Regions from separate parts of the Danio rerio genome. Here region 1 is linked to region 2. The links are chromatin contacts, called in public HiCAR-type maps. All regions are on one chromosome and are shown on one strand. Each heading gives the region's core, a stretch centred on a gene start, on an enhancer-like site or on the middle of the called end of the contact. The rest is flanking DNA. Distances are from core to core; before and after follow the strand shown. Region 1 holds the start of arpc5la (actin related protein 2/3 complex, subunit 5-like, a). Region 2 holds the start of olfml2a (olfactomedin-like 2A).

Region 1 (3,088 bases), core at 168-2,667, 170 kb after region 2:
CATATAATGTTGTTAAATAGATTTCTAATCTTTTTGTATGAAAATTTACTTTCTTCAAAATCCCAGACTTCTATTAACACAGGATGAACAGTTGGGGTTACAAGGGTAGAATAATTATTGTGGCTGTTATTTTTGCACAACAAAAATAATAGCATACAATAAATGAGGAATATAATGCTTACATTTTTTTTCACATCAAATGAAAAAATCAGTAGAAAAAATAAATAAATAAATAAATACAATTAAAGGGGATAAATAAATGACAAATGAGTCACATAAGAAAAAGATTTCAAATTAATTTTTTTATGTGTCTTTCAGGGTTTCGATATAATGCTTAAGATTAATTGTGAACAAAAAAAAATATTTTAGGCTTAACATTGGACCATTTTTGTTTGTGTACATGGTACTTCCCATAAATTATCATTAAATAATAAACTAATTTTGCTCCAAAGTTTTGCTCTTATTATTGTATATCAAAACAGCATCTTTACAAGAAAACTGAATTTTTAATTTTGTAAGTTTGAATATAAGATATTCAACATCGAACGAAAACATTTGGGTATATGTGCATTCAAAAAAACAGGTGTTTTATCGATTCCTCCTCTAATTTACAAAACGTGCACGTAGATTCCATGTCTCTAAAAAATATTTTAACAACTTGTTTCACTGGATAAATTAAATTAGTTTATTTGTTACTTCTTTAACTTTATTGGTGAGACAGTATTTACTAGGTTCTAAACTTTTTTCCACTAAATCTGCTCAAATAAGGAATTCCAAAAAGATTAGCATTTAGGCAACAATGTGGTTCTTATTTGCAAAATATTATTGCAAATTATTTAGCAGTTATGGGGATCATGTAATAATTGAGACATTCGCAATAAGTAAAAAGGTGTCCATTACTTTTGAATAACGTTAACTGTCTCACCAATATAATATCATTATTGTACCAATTTCTATAAAATAATAATTTATTTTTAAAGGTTATAATTTGTTGTTCCGTTGTTCCATATTACTGATTTACAATTGAAGTCAGAATTATTAGCCCCCCTGAATTATATATATATATATATATATATATATATATATATATATATATATATATATATATATATATATATATATATATATATATATATATAATTTATATATTTTCAGACATTCTGTGAAAATTTCCTTGCTCTGTTAAACATCATTTGGGAATTATTTCAAAAAGAAAAAGAAAATCAAAGGTGGGGGGAGGTTAGGGGGGCTAATAGTTCTGACTTCAACTGTATGTGGAGGGTGGAATATTTCAGCAAAGCCATCGAACTCCCATCGCTGCATCACAGGAAACGGAAACTCCGTGTCCCAAGCGTAACTATGCTGTGTAATTCCGCTTCCGCCCCAGTCGGGATTTTCGTCCGCTCTGCAGGAATGTGTGGTGGAGATGCTCGGGCCGGTGGAGAAGGAACAGCCGCACCTTCCTGCTGACAGATGAACCTTCGACCGGCGGCGGCCCGTGCCTGAGGGAAGCGGACACACGCGCGCACCCCACCCGTCCCGCCACCGCGCTTTCCCGGACTCCCCCAACCGATAGATCGACTGATTAAAGCGGCTCCTCCTCATGGCGAAAAACACCCTGTCCTCACGGTTCCGGGGAGTCGATATCGACGAGTACGACGAGAATAAATTCGTGGACGACCAAGACGAGGCGGCCGAGCAGCAGGGACCGGACGCGTGTGAGGTGGACGATCTCATCAGGCAATATCCTTCAGAATATTTGTGCTTATTTACTCCTTATGCTGATGGAAAAATATGTAGAAAATTAGTCTGGGGGAGGTTATCTCTTATTGGGTCATCCATAAACAACACTGTCCTGATTTAGATGTTCCTCGTACATTATTGACGCTTTAGGTTTGGAGAAATTGAGGAATAGACATTTATTTGACAGGTGTATCGTTAGTTATTTTGTTTTGTGCTGTTCCTATTAAGAAGTAGAATAATACAATTTTTTGCTGTTAAATATTATAAAGTGTATACTTATATTATTGTTTGTTTAAATATTTTCAGTAATATTTAGGTTTGTTTTTATTTTCGGTTTAGTTCACTCCAAATGATATATCAATTCTTACTTAAATACAAAGATGTAATATAAATTAATTAATGGTTAAATTAAACAAACTAAAGTATAATGTTGCATGATTTGTTTTATACTTAAGTGCTGCTTTAATATTTATATATATATATATATATATATATATATATATATATATATATATATATATATATATATATATATATATATATACACACACACAATAAAAATATTTAGTTTTAAAGTGCATTTACCTATTTTGCCATACAATAAGTTTTTCTTGCATGCACTGAATCTTTATAGTAGTAAATTAAATATATATTTTTAAAAATGGTTTATAGGTTTTATTTTTTTATTAGGATATTTTGCTAGTTTCAGTTTGGTTTGCTTCTATTTTGTTTATTTTGTTGTTATGTTAATTTATGAGCATTTCCAGCATTATGGATGTGACATTTGCAGTAAAAACTCAACACATAAATTCAAAGAGAAAGTACATGTTAACATTATATTGAAACATCTTATTATATTTTCCAGAGCAGCTAACCACAGAGTGATGAGATCAGAAAGATATCAATCTGTAAACATGTTTTGTACTTTAAATGAGGAAAATAAACATGCGTTGAGGATGTGACCAAAAAATTCAGCAAGTTTACAGTATACAACATACTTTGTAGAAGAAGAAATTCTATTGAATTAAACTGCACAACCCAAAAGAAGTAATGTTAATCAAAAGGAGAAGAGTTGGCTCACTACAGAGCAACCATGATTGGTTTAAATTTATTTATTTATTTATTTATTTTTTACATTTTTGCATTTATGAGGAAAAAGTGCCTTTATGGATGTGATGTCTCTCTGCTATGGAAGTGACATGTAAAATGTCCACTTGTGTGACTTTGGTAAATCAAATTCTAATAGTTTGAAAACACTGACAGAGACAGTTTTAAGTATTTTTAATGTATTGTAAAATACTTGCTTAAAAAAAAAAAAAAAAACTTTTGGTGTATTTTAATGAAA
Region 2 (2,700 bases), core at 131-2,630:
CCAACTTATCCAGCATATGTTTTACGCACCGGATGCCCTTCCAGCTGCAACCCATCACTGGGAAACACTCAGACACTCTCATTCACACGCACACTAAAGACAATTTATCTTACCCAATTCAGCGCATGTCTTTGGACTGTGGGGAAGTCCGGAGGAAACCCACGCGAACACGGGGAGAACGTGACAGAAATACTGACTCAGCACAGGGTCGAACCCATTTAATATCAAAAATGCGGCAAAAAATATTATTTGAAAATTTTTAAGCTTAAGCTGCATTATTATTATTATTGTTATTATTATTTGTGTTATAGACACAAACAATGATAAATGAAAAAAGTATATATCACAAATGGTACTGAAGTATTATTTGGAAAATATTTAGTTTCTTTTAAGTTACATTATTATTGTTGTTATTTTCAGCATATGTATGTAATAAATATACTTACTTCTTTGTGTCTAATGGATATTTATTTGTTTTAAACGATTCAATGAAAAACTTTAATAAATTAAAATGGTTATGATATTATTTGAGAAAATTATCAAATTAATATATAATTATCATATATAAAAAAGAATATATTATATATGTCATATTTATTTTTATCTAATTTTGGATAATTTATTTTAATCAAATTAATTCAATCTTTTGTATACTTTTAATGCTAATAATTTACTTTTAATTATAATAATTTAATAAAATAATAATTTTCGTAAGCTTATTTAATTTTAATTTGTTTGTTTACCATAATAAAATGTTCAGTAACTTTATTTATTTCTATATAAATAAAAAATAAATATTTCAATGTTTTATTTCTTATTATAATGATGGCCTTTAAAAACAAAAGAAAAAAGGAAAAGAAAAGAAAAGGAATTTACATTTAAGATTTTACTCATTCTGTGGACGATTTTATAACCATTAACCGAGAGAGGGCGCTAGATAACAGCTAAAAACCTAACCTAAAGTTCTTTGCTTTAAGGTCTCCTGAAAACATGAAGCGCATATCCACAAATTCAAGCATTAACAACATCGACAGGCTACATTGTTATCACTGACAATACCATAGAAGACTACATCAAATAGAATCATCTGCCTTTAATTTGTGTCTACAGCATTACCTCCAAATGTACTTCTCATAATAACTATTTTTTATTATAGAAATATAATTACAGTGGTCGTCGGTCACTTATAAATGTCCCTGGAAAGAAAAGCTACACATCAGCACAACACATAAATGTCTCAGTGGTACAGAAGTGGTGCCAGTGTTCCTCCGCCTTGCACATAGTGTGAGAGAGGATGATGGTGATGGTGATGGTGGGCGTTCATCATCTCACATCTAAGCGGAGTTGAAGCTGAAGCTGCTGCGCGTCACAACCCACACACACACACATACACTCATAACTCTGCGTGACCTGTAATCATGGAGCCCTAAACCTGTGTTCTGGAGGATCTAGACTCATAATACCAGACTGAGCTTACAGGTGCCTTCAGAGACGCCAAATTATACCATCAGGTGGAAGCTGTGCAGGACTTCGATTAGTTGATGAAAAAAATGTGGATCTACGCAAGTGTTTTAACTTATCTGCTTCTTTTGACCAGAGATGCAAGATCTTTGAGTAAGGTAAAGAGATTTTCATGTTTACATCGTATTTCGTACAATTGCATTTACGCACAGCGTGTGTGTTTGTATTTGTGTGTTGCCAAATACGGTTTTGCAATTACCTGTTAGTTAAATTATTTCATCAGTTGCGTTTTTTTCTTTTTTTTTCCGCCCATTTATCTGTGATTATTGCAATTTGTCTTATGGCATTCGTTCGTTGCACATGATGTTTTTGGCAGATTTGAAGACAAATCCTGCCAATTTAAGCACAGACAACATTTTCTTGGTTTTGTAATAGTTCTGGATGGATGAGAGAGTTATTGGTGTTTGTAGGATTCGTGAGATTTTGAAACGAAGTTCATCAGGGGATTTTGAAATGACGTGTTCGGTAATCAGTGTTAATGAAACATGAAATTCCACGAGGTCAAATGTATAATGTTAATCTGTCTTAATAAAGGATGAGGGAAACGTGAAATCTAAATCATTTTTGCACTGTAAAAATTGGATCTAAAATAATCTAATAAAATAAAAATAAATAAATAAATAAATAAGTAAATAAATAAATAAATAAAGTGTGTTGTTTACAGTTAAATTCAGAATTATTAAACCCCCTTTGAATTTTAAAAAAAAATATTTTCTAAATGATGTTTAAGAGAGCAAGGACATTTTCACAGTATATCTGATCATATTTTTTCTTCTGGAGAAAGTCTTATTTGTTTTATTTTGGCTAGAATAAAAGCAGTTTTAATAATAAAAAAAACATTTTAAAGTGCAAATTATTAGCCCCTTTAAACCTTTTCTTTTTTTCCATTTGTTTACAGAACAAGCCATCTTCATACAATAACTTGCCTATGATTGCTCTAACCTGCCCAGTTAACTTAATTAACCAGTTAAGCCTTTAAATGTCACTTTAAGCTGTATAGAAGTATCATAAAAATATCTAGTAAAACATTATTTACTGTCATCATGGCAAAGATAAAATAAATCAGTTATTAGAAATAAGTTATTAAAACTATTATGATTAGAAATGTTTTGAAAAAAATATCTCAGTTAAACAGAAATTGGGGAAAAATAAACAGGGGTGCTAATAATTCAGGGGGGC

What was found. HiCAR-type assays count read pairs that join an accessible place to other places.
Region 1: a HiCAR-type map of caudal fin shows a contact between it and region 2, with 10 times the contacts expected there. The contact joins the promoter of arpc5la here to the promoter of olfml2a in region 2. A contact is called at or near these places in 6 of 18 Hi-C or Micro-C datasets (caudal fin, embryo, hematopoietic stem cells and 1 more) and 4 of 4 datasets of contacts at active chromatin or transcription factors (caudal fin, embryo, gastrula embryo and 1 more).

Annotation. Positions count from the first base shown.
Region 1 is chr8:49,896,509-49,899,596 of GRCz12tu, forward strand. arpc5la (actin related protein 2/3 complex, subunit 5-like, a) reads left to right here and starts at 1,418. Exons shown (of 4, transcript NM_200578.2): 1 at 1,418-1,743. The coding sequence starts at 1,604.
Region 2 is chr8:49,724,602-49,727,301 of GRCz12tu, forward strand. It overlaps olfml2a (olfactomedin-like 2A), which reads left to right and starts at 1,381. Exons shown (of 8, transcript NM_001126472.1): 1 at 1,381-1,619. The coding sequence starts at 1,542.